Regions from separate parts of the Mus musculus genome. Here region 1 is linked to region 2. The links are chromatin contacts, called in public HiChIP or PLAC-seq maps. All regions are on one chromosome and are shown on one strand. The core of a region is the stretch at or near the end of the contact, and the rest is flanking DNA. Distances in the headings are between cores, read along the strand shown. Region 1 overlaps Cdk5rap1 (CDK5 regulatory subunit associated protein 1). Region 2 has its middle 21 kb from the start of Commd7.

Evidence for each region. HiChIP or PLAC-seq counts read pairs in DNA pulled down with a chosen protein or histone mark.
Region 1: an H3K27ac HiChIP or PLAC-seq map of embryonic stem cells shows a contact between it and region 2, with 2.2 times the contacts expected there. The contact joins two enhancer-like sites. A contact is called at or near these places in 3 of 39 promoter capture datasets (the 3T3-L1 cell line, hippocampal neurons and liver) and 1 of 115 datasets of contacts at active chromatin or transcription factors (embryonic stem cells).

What each region holds. Positions count from the first base shown.
Region 1 is chr2:154,334,264-154,339,619 of GRCm38.p6, reverse strand. It overlaps Cdk5rap1 (CDK5 regulatory subunit associated protein 1), which reads left to right. Exons shown (of 14, transcript NM_025876.2): 14 at 4,003-4,234. The coding sequence ends at 4,089. Among named protein-coding and RNA genes, the nearest start is that of Bpifb9b, 30 kb to the right of the region's middle. Within about 2 kb of position 3,814, at least 17 of the 459 cell types and tissues checked have an H3K27ac peak or open chromatin away from gene starts, as enhancers often do. A contact at or near this core is called in embryonic stem cells, where this site is marked.
Region 2 is chr2:153,609,526-153,614,916 of GRCm38.p6, reverse strand. No RefSeq gene overlaps it. Among named protein-coding and RNA genes, the nearest start is that of Commd7, 21 kb to the left of the region's middle. Within about 2 kb of position 3,781, at least 131 of the 459 cell types and tissues checked have an H3K27ac peak or open chromatin away from gene starts, as enhancers often do. A contact at or near this core is called in embryonic stem cells, where this site is marked.

The sequences.
Region 1 (5,356 bases), core at 2,565-5,064, 720 kb before region 2:
CCTCCCCCCTTCCTTTGCCTCCTTTTCAAGCTCTGGGGTTAAAGGTATGAGCTGGCCTAGCAGACTGTTACTGCTTTTGGTTTGAGACCGGGTTTTCCTGACACAGGGTTTTCACTCTGTAGCCCTGGCCTGTAACTCACTATATAGATCAGGCTGACCTCTAAGTCACAGAGATGCCTTTTTCAGCTTCCTGGCTGGGCCACCTCCTGGCACATGACTTTAACATAGCATTGGGGAGGAGGCGACCCCTGTGGTATAATTCTTTTTAAAGACAGGTCTATGTACTTGTGGCTGGCCCGACACTCACTATGTAGATTAGGCCTACCTGGAACTCAAGAGAGATCTGTTATCTTTCTTAACATTGGGATAAAAGATGTGTACCGTTAAGCCTGGCTTACCTACAAATTTAAAGTACCTGATTTGTTAAAGATTTAAGTTCTATGAACTAAAGGGAACTTTAGGTTAATTATGTCCCCACTGTCTCTTAATCTAATAAGGTACCATATAAACAGAGAGAGAGTACCTGGAGGGATGGGTTATCAGTTAAGAGTGCATCCTACTCTTCCAGAGGCTCCAAGTTCCCTTGCCAGCATCCACTTCAGGCAGTTCACAAACTATTGTTTAAACCACCTAGAGCTTCATGGAGAGACTGTGTCTCTCTTTCTCCCTGAAACAAAAGAAAAAATATGATTCTTAGAAACAAGGTAAGAAATGTGTACCTCAAAACCAAAGAGCTTAGTTGCACATAGCTGAGAATGGCTTAACTAAAAACAAAAAGGTCCATCCTAATGCCTCCTGGTCAGAAGAAAAAAAAAGAAAGAAAAAAAACAAAACAAAAAGGATTAATGACTCATATCTGCAATCCTAGCTTTTAGGAGCCTATGGAGGGAGGATAGCTACAAATTCAAGACTAGCCTGGGGCACATAGTGAGTTCCAAGCCAGCCTGGGCTATAGAGTAAAGTGCTGGGGGTGGGGGGTGGGGGGTGGGGTGGGGAGGGGTGGGGGTGGGGGTGGTGGGGGTGGGGGGAGTTCTGCTATAGATTAAGCATGAGTGTTGAGAGAGAGAGTGTGTGTGTGAGAGACAGAAGGAGAGAGACAGGGAGGGAGGGAGAGACAGGGAGTACAGTTTAAGAAAAAGACCCATACAAAAGGAAGCACAGAGTTGAAGAGAGTTGCTCTTAACTGCTGAGTCACCTTTTTGAAATCTTACCGTGACCTCACTCAGGTAGCTATTTCTGAAATCTAAAAGGTTTTTTTTTTTTTGAGCCCAGAAATTCCCTTCATCCAGCCATTTGAGTGCTGGAATTGTAGGCATGTGCCACACCCTGTTCCACATTTTTGTTTTGTTTTGTTTTGCAAATGGTGTTCTATAGTGTATAGGTTGGATTCCTGCTTTCCTTTCCCTACATATATTCTGTGCTTCATTTGTTTTTCTATCACAAAGATTTGTTATGCATTGTACTGTTGGTGGGCCATACTGGTTGTTTCCAGTTTGGACCTAGTCCATTTGCTATTGCTATGAGTATACTTGTACATGTGCTGTAAGGCACATACATATTTATTTCTGTTGGGTATATGGTCATAGGGTGGCTATAATAGGAACAGCCCAAGTGTTTTGCACTCCTGCTAGCAATGCTAGAGAATTCTAGAAATTTCATCTTCTTTCTTCAATTTTACCTCAGAGATGCTGTCCCTGAACATCATTGTTTTGAAGCAACTTTTCCTGCCTATTTCCCCACTATTCCATAATTCCTGCCTATTAGCCACCTGTCCCCTGTTATATTGAGTACTTATTAGTGCCCAAATAATTTTTTTTATGTACATGCTTATTATGTGTCTTTCTCCAAAAGCTCTATTGTGGGTGAGGTAATTCCTTTGTTTATATTTGTATTTCCAGCATCAAAGTTAATCCCTAATATAAGTAAGAATCTTGTAAATATTTACTAGTGGATCAATTTATTCTGATGAGAAATATGATAAATGGTAACTTTGGGGTCTTAGTTATTCAGTTCTCACTCAGAGGTGAAATAAACTTTTTCAGTAAGTTTTGATAAAAAATATTATAAGGATTGGCCAGGCAGTAGTTTGCACACATCTTTAGAAGCAGCTCAGGAGACAGAAGCAGGTGTTCTGAGTTTGAGTCCAGCTTGGTCTATAGAGAGTTCTAGGACAGACAGGACTACACAGAGAAACCCTATCTTGAAAAATAAACAAACAAAAATCCTAAGGATGGCTTTAACTAGGTCAGTTTGCATCCTAAGTCATTCCAGAGGCTGGAGGATGGCTCTGTGCAGGGCAGCTCACAAGGGAGCTGACAGTTGGAGCTGAGAAGGATCCATCGTCTCCTCAGAGAAACATGAAGAGCTGCTGCTGGGGATGGATCTGGACTTTAGTTTGACTTTGTTTTTGTCTTTGTTTGAGACAGGGTTCCTATCTCTATATATTAATGGCTGTCCTGGAACTCACTCTGTAGACCAGGCCGTCTCAGAAATCCACCAGCCTCTGCCTCTCCAGTGCTGGGATTAAAGGCGTGCGCCACCATTGCCCAGCTAACCATTTATTTATTTATTTACTTATTTATTTACTTATTTATTTATTTATTTATTGAAGGAGAGCAAAGAAGTAGATTGAGGTAGATGGGAAGGCAGGGAGGAACTGAGAGGAGTAGAAGGAGGGGAAATTGTATTCAGGATATTATGTGAGGAAAAAGTCTATTTTCAGTAAGAGCAAAACTTTTTTTTAAACCACAACAACACATTTATGACAAGTGCAATATAAAAATTTATATCCTCTATTCAAATACTCACAAGGCACTGTTTCAAGGACATTACAAATTGTGTATTCATTGGTAAAATCCATTTATTTCATTTTTTTTTTGTTTGTTTAACAGCTGGGATTTAAAGTGTTAGAGATCTGCCTGACCCCAAAGGAAAAATACTCACAGTAACAAAGTGCCACTTCAGAAGAACATACATATGCGTCAGAGTCATTGTGACTGTTGCCTTAAATCACAATACTAACTTTCCTGGCTTTTCAAAAATCATAAAACTCACTTTGTAATTTTACATTATAAACCTACTCTGTATGTAAAACACAGATATGTCTAACAAACAAATACATTCATTTGGGTACCAGCCAGTAACTGAAAAAATTTTTTAAAAGACCCTAAATTTATTATTTCAAAAGGACATTCTAGATCCCTCCATAAATGGAAAGCCAGAATTTGTGACATAAATAGAAAGTAATTTAAAAAATAAGCATAAAAATAAGCATAATAGCCGGGTGTGGTGGCACACGCACCACCCAGCACTCGGGAGGCAGAGGCAGACGGATTTCTGAGCTCAAGGCCAGCCTGGTCTACAAAGTGAGTTCCGGGATAGCCAGGGCTACACAGAGAAACCCTGTCTCGAACCCCCCACCCCCCAAAAAAAGCATAATGAAAACAATGTCACAAAACTCCATCCAGAGCTGGTGGCCAACACAGGGCTCTGGAGGCCCCTTCTCTGTTGGAAAAGGAAGTGTTCACAGAGTGTAGAAAGCACCAGCAGTCAGGGAGATGGTTTCTGGTCTCCGTAACAACAAACTGAAGGGAACTGCGGAGGGAAGAAAGCTCCCCTCTGGGTCCACTGCTGCATTACTGTGGCTCCCAGCAGGCCCAGGTGTGTCCTGCTATGCCCAGTCCACTCAGGAGCCTGTGGCTCTGTTCTCCCTTCCTGTGGAAGGCTGGGCCCTCTCCTTAACGCTGGGCGAGCCAGAGGTCAGCTCAAGCTGAGCTGATGGCTCCAGCCAGTCAGGTGTGCAGCCATGTGCCCTGTCAGAATACTGATCACTGCAGTTGGGCCTTCCAGGCTGGCTGGATTGTGTATTCCGTTCTGTCTGGCACCTCTTCCTTTCAGGCTTGAGGCGGCACAAGCACTGTGCACTTCCTGTCATCTCCATCCAAGTCCTGTCCCCATGGTGCTGTCAGGTTACCTTGTCTTCTATGATGGGTTTTCTTTCAGATCACCTCTGCCAGCTCTCAGACCCTGAAAGGACACATTCTCTGCAGGACCACTATGAAAGACTCATTGACGTATTGCACGACCTGAGCTGCTGGATTAGGAGTGGACTTGGGCAGGTTTTTCTCATGCTTTGGAGACATGTAATAGTCTTGAAGCACCTTTGCACCAAATGGAAGAGTACATTTCTTTGTTGTCGATAGAACAACTGTTACAATAATAAATTTCATAAATTAATGGCTTCCTTGTCTACTTTTTTCATTTTTGTCTTGGCTTATTTGTGGGGTTCTTCCTGTCTCTCTGTTGGATGCTTCTCAGCACGAGTGTTCTGTACTGCTATTTACTCAGCCGCTAACCACGCTAACCACCATCGGTTGGTTGGTTGGTTGATTTGGCCTGAGGATTTCCCTCATGGGCATCTTTTCAGCTTTCCCATTTAGATGTAGAAGCACTTGGAGTTTTTGAAAATGTTTTTACCTATTAGTGGGCCATCTGAGCAGTGGTCCTTGGCTTACCACTTACCATTGTAGTCATTTTCATGAAGTTAAAACAAAAAGCAAGAAAATCAAACTGAGATAGTAGCATGGGATATTTAGAGCTGGATTTCAGTTCAAGTCCCACCTCCTTTAGCATTGTAGGAGGCTCTGTGTATAACTCTGGTATAGTGCTTGCCTAGAATAAACAAGGCCCTGGGTTAGATCCCCAGTACTGTGTGTGTGTGTGTGTGTGTGAGTGTGAGTATGGTGTGTGTGTGGTGTGTGTGTGGTGTGTGTGTTCATGTGTGATGGGGGTGCTGGTGAAGAAAAATGTTTAGAGAGCTCTCACCCACTCACCCCCCAGGTAGGTTTTTTTGTAATGCAGGCTGACCTTGAGTTTGCCTTTCCTTACTTCTGAGTGATAGAATTAGAGGTATGTGCCACCCATCACACCAGGGAGGAACATCTGGGGATCACATCTAGAGCTTGATGCATTCTGAGCAAATGATCCTCATAAACTGTAAGCTCCTACCAAATGGAAATAGTCCTTGAAAAATATGCTGCTGAAACAGACTGCGTATTTGGGCATCCTGAGCTGTTAATTGTGTCTGGCTGTGATCTGCTTTGGACACTCTGCTGACTAGCACGATAGATAGATAGCTCATGGGAGTTTGCTTTGGTGCTGGCTCACTTCTGGCCAGTTGGTTCTATTTCAGTGTTCATCTTGAAGAGTTGTTAGATCAGAACCGGTCTCTACTCTTGGTCACATGTAGTGCTGTACTAGCTCTCTTTACCAAGTCTGTTGTTCTTGTTCCTTTTACCCCAGCCACCAAAGAGACTTGGTGTCTGCCAGAAAGATAAAGAAAACAACAGAAAAGTCT
Region 2 (5,391 bases), core at 2,532-5,031:
CCGTAATGAGATCTGATGCCCTCTTCTGAGGTATCTGAAGACAACTACAGTGTACTTAGATATAATAATAAATGAAGAAGAAGGAGAAGGAAGAAGAGTAAGAGGAAGGGAAGGAAGAAGAAGATGAGGATGATGATTGGAACACTAGCTCAGTGGTTAAGAGCACTTGCTGCTCTTTCAAAGGATCTGAGTTTGGTTACCAGCACCTACATGACAGCTTCTTTTTTTTTTTTTTTTGGTTTTTTTGAGACAGGGTTTCTTTGTATAGCCCTGGCTGTCCTGGAACTCACTTTGTCGAGCAGGCTGGCCTCAAATTCAGAAATCCGCCTGCCTCTGCCTCCCGAGTGCTGAGATTAAAGGCGTGCACCACCACACCCGGTTCTGGCCTCCACAAGTATCAGCCGTCCATGCAGTGCTCTGACATATGTGTCAGCTGTCTCAGAAGGTTGCTGTGCTGTGATGGAGCACCCTGACCAAAAGCACATTTCAAGGTCATTGTTCAGGAGGTAAAAAAGTTAGGGTAGGAACTCAAGCAGGGCAGGAACCTGGAGGCAGGAGCTGATGCAGAGGCTGTGGAGGCGAACTGCTTCCTGGCTTGCCCAGCTCTGCTTGCTTTCTCATTTCGTCTCCCCTCCCCTCCCCTCCCCTCCCCTCCCCTCCCCTCCCCTCCCCTCCCCTCCCCTCCCCTCCCCTCCCCTCCCCTCCCCTCCCCTCTCCTCTCCTCTTCTCTCCCTTCCCTTCCCTTTTCTTTCTTCTTTTCTTTTCCTTGTCTTTTTTTGTTGTTGTTGTTTTGTTTTTCAAGACAGGGTTTCTCTGGCTGTCCAGGAACTCACTCTGTAGACCAGGCTGGCCTTACACTCAGAGATCCACCTGCCTCTGCCTCGAGAGTGCTGGGATTAAAGGCGTCCTTTAGTCCCTTGGCTGTGTTGAAATTTTGTTCCACGTATACTCTACTCCCTGTAGACATTGATGAGGGTCTCGAGACTGCTCCTCTCGGATTCTGACACAACACTGGGCATCCCAGCAGCCCTTCCTGCTGTTCCCACTTCATTGTGCACGGATTTACTCTTGCTCTGAATAAGAATTCTGTCCTCTGCTTTGGCTGCAAAGTCTTTCCCCCCTCCTCTCTATATACTGTTCATTAAGATGGTAACTAATGGTCAGGCCAACCACTAAAAAGAAAAAAAGAAGCCGGGCATGGTGGCACACGGCTTTAATCCCAGCACTCGGGAGGCAGAGGCAGGTGGATTTCTGAGTTCGAGGCCAGCCTGGTCTACAGAGTGAGTTCCAGGACAGCCAAGACTATACAAAGAAACCCTTTCTCGAAAAACCAAATAAGAGAAAAAAGAAAAAAAAAGAAAGGTTAGTCCAGGAGAAGAGGAACCATAACTTTTTGCTACTCATACACAGTAGCAAAGTGTATATATAGAGTGCCCTAGGTTGCCCGGTAGGGCTAAGGAGGCAGTGCCCTGCCATTCTTCCCTTCACACTGGCCAGGCTCAATTCTGTCAGCTTTGTCTGGGAGCAGCAACCCCAGACTCAGCCTGCTGGCGTGTCCCTTTGAGGAGCAGCATTCTTGTGAGATCTTCCCTACAGTTTTGGGGTGTAGAGCAGGGGTCTCTTTGGTACCCAGGGGTGCTGGAGTGCAGAGACTGAAGAGACCAGGCTACACCCTTGGAGAACATGACATCAAGTTTGAGAAACTTGAGCAGCACCCAGGGAATCATAAATTCTGGTAGATAGGCTGTGAGTGGTGTCAGAGGTCCGATGTCTAGGGAGCAGAGGGCATGAATGATGGGGAGCAGGGGGCCTCTGCAGGCTGAGTCAGAGTGAGTTGCCCTGACAGGTGCAAGGGGCAGGGGTGGTGGGGTTCATCTTTGAACTGTATGTTCCCTTCCCCTGACCTGTGCATGGAGGGAGATGGGAGCTGCCTGGAGCCTATGGGAGGCCCAGTACCTGATGGTGACTGAATAAGGGCTTACAGAGGCTTATGGAGAAAGGCTGCTTCCACTTCAAAGAGCCCTTGCAAAGCAGCTCGGTGAAGAGAGGGGAATTTTCCTAGACAATGCCCCTGGGCTTCCGCTAGTGCTTAGCCCAGAGATTGCTGGAGGGTGGGGTTTACAGATCCCAAAATGTGCACAAGGATTTTAGGTGGAACTCAGCCAAGATGCTGGAAGTGTGTCAGACTCCAGGTCCTTAGAAACCTAAGGCATCTGCTGTTCCCCTGAAAGGAGCCCAGACCACACCCTGCCCCAGCCCTTCCCTCCCTGTTCTGTGTAAATCCTGGATAGAGGTATTCCCTTCTTCCTCTTTCCTGGGTGGTTCCCTCAACTATAAAACAAGGATTTTTAGGAAGTGGGGTAAAAAGAGCAGGAATCCAAGGCAACCCTTAACTACATATAAAGTTCCAGGCCAGCCTGGGCTACCTGTTTTAAAAACCAACCAAGCAATCCACAAGCAGGAATTCATTCAGATGATCTCTAAAGACATTTTTGAACAGTCGGGTGTGTGTGTGTGTGTGTGTGTGTGTGTGTGTGTGTGTGCGCACACACACACACACACACATCGGTCAATGTAGGCTTGGTAAACTTCCAGTGTCTTCATATTTTCATTTATTAAAGATTTTGTTTATATATATAATATATAGAGAGATAGAGCAATCCTCCTGTTTGTCTCCCACTAAGCTAGAGTTATAGGTGTGCATTCATGTCCAGTTTTTAACAGGGATGCTAGGGACTTGAACTCTGGTCCTCATGCTTGCTAAGCTGTTGGAGAGCGACAGCTTCCTTTTGAGATACTGTCTCACTGAGTTGCCCAAACTGGTCTTAAACTGGCTCTGTAACCTAGTCAGGCATTCCTCAGAATCCTAAATAGCTGGGATTGCAGGAATGTAGCAATAGGTGGGGGCTCTAGGTGGGGGGAGGGGGTAACACAGAGTGGGAGTTTATGGTGTTCTGGGAAGGTCTATTTGAGAAGCTGATCTGATCTGGTCTTGCAGGATGAAGAAGCCTAACCTAGTAATGAGGCACAGAGGAATGGCACCTGCAAAGGCCCTGAGGCCAGTGCATACTTTGTATCTTTAGGAAACAAAGGGCCAGGGTAGGGGAAGAGAAAACAAGGGTAATTGGACAGAAGTCAGCAGGGGGCTGGGGTGGGGTGGGGTGGGGACAGATACTCAGGGCTAAGATTAAGAGCTCAATTCTTCCTCATGGGGCTAGTTCCCAGATTCCAATGGCATTATCTACCCTTGGGAGTCTCTGGTGACCTAGGGCTGGTCATTTCCCTTCCATGGATTTGTTTTCCTTTAAGGTAGATTGATCCAGTTATAATGTGCCAAGCTGGGCCCAGGGAGAATGCTAGGAGACTTGACTCTAGACGTCCACCCATTAAATAAATAAATAAATGCCCACCGCCATATGGCGCTGGAAACCTTTGGAAGCTGTCAGTGACACTTGCTCGCGTGTTCATACTTGAGTGAAGTCCTTCTTGACCCCACTCTTGTCCCCAGGGTGGATGCTCCACCAGGGCTGGTTTGCTGGGCTGAGCTGGCCTTACTTCATGTGCTTTTCGTAGGTCTCCTTCCAGGAGGAGGAAAAAGAGGAGGTCTGGGGAAGCTGGAGACAGGGGCTCTGGCCCTGAGGCTGTGTGGCCGAGGAGAGGGCCCTGTGAAGGTGTCATTTTTTATGAATGATTTCCTGACAGGACTGACTAAGACTCAGCCAGAGCTACAAGGGCTGGGGCGCAGGCCTCTTTTCCGGAGCCTAATCTGCCCAGGGCAGGCAGCTGGCTCCAGAGACGGAAAGGCCTGCACAGCTCAGAACTCTGCGGTTTGGGACATCGGTGGTCTTTGTCGGTTTTTCTCCTCCCAGCTTCTCTTAGCTTATGGTGGCAGTGGGGGAGGAGCAGCCCCACTGGGCTTCTCCTCCTCTGTCTTTGTCTCCAGGCTCCCTCCTTCTTAGAAGGCCGCTGTCAGCAGCTTTTGGCACCGCTGCCTGCCTGGAGCCTGCCATGCCTCCAGCAGAGGTGTCCGGGGAGGGGGAGTAACACTCTTCCACAGCGGCCTCTGCAGCCAGGCCTAGGAGCTAGAACATAGGGTGGGAGCAGGGTGGGGGCTGAGCTCCTAGGAAAGCAGGAGGGAGAGATAGGCAACGATTCTGCCTTCTCCACCCACGTACCAGACCCCAGCTCTTCCCCCTGGTTTATTCTATCACTGAATCTAGGAATATTCAAAGAAATATCCAAAGTTCTGAGAAATCGTTCCTGGGAGAAACCCTGTGCTTGTGGCTACAGTGGTAGGGTTTTCAGATCCATCTCAAAGCCTGGGCAGAGCCCACAGTGGCTCATGCAGGAAGTAGAGGCAGGAGGGGCACTTAGTGAGTTCTAGGATAGCCAGGGTTATAGAAGCTATAGTGTGAGACCCTATCTCAAAAAAACAAAACAAAACAAAAAAACAAAAAAAACCTAAGCCCGTGTGGTGGTGTGTCTCAGTCTGAGCGCTTGGAAGACAGAGGGAGGTGCATCTCTGAGCTTGAGGCTAGCCTGGTCTACATAGAGAGCTCCAAACCAGTCAAAGTAACAAAATGAAACTGTCTCAACAATGACAACAACAAACAAACAAGCACTAGAATAAAAAGAAGCCAGCATGGTGTCATGTGCCCGTCATCCTACCACTTGGAAGGAGAGAAGCCAGTGCAGGAAAATTAGGGATCCAAGACTAGCCTCAGCTACAGTGAATTTGAGGCCAGCCTGGGCTCCATAAGTCCTGTGTCAAGTAAGGAGAAACAGAGGCTGAGCTAGAGAGAGAGGCAGCTAAGGGGAGTCAGGGCTCCGGAGGTCCCCGCTAGGGTAAGGGGTCTTTCCTTCTGCATGAGTTCAGGAAGCTTTGAGAAGGTCAGCCACCTACTTGCCAGAAGTAGGGCTTCTTCCTCAGTCTACCCTTTATTCACTCTGTGGCCTGCCTCACTGGGCTCCGTAAGGGCGCTGAGATGAGCCCAGGAAGGCCAGCCCCTGCTTAGCTTTGCCCCTGCCCTCCAGCACAGGCCTCAGAGAGCAGAGACAAAGACCTTAGGGGCTGCTGAGGTGATGGTGACTGCCGGCTCCGAGACTCATAATGGCAGGGGTCACTGGGCTCCAGCCCCCTCTAGCGGTCAGCAGTGGCGATGAATTCAGAGTGGAGTGGGGAGGAGTCTCTGGCGCAGGCCTCCTCCCACCGCCTTGTCAGCAGGCCAAGCCTTGGAATTTTGTGCCAAGTCTCTGGAAAGAGGCCTGTCCTGCCAGCCAAGGGACAGAAAAACAAGATGAAAGGTTCCAGGAGTGGCAGTAGTGGTGCATGCCTGTAATCCTGACCCTTGGGATGTGTAGAGAAGACGACTGGGGATTCAAGGCCAGCTT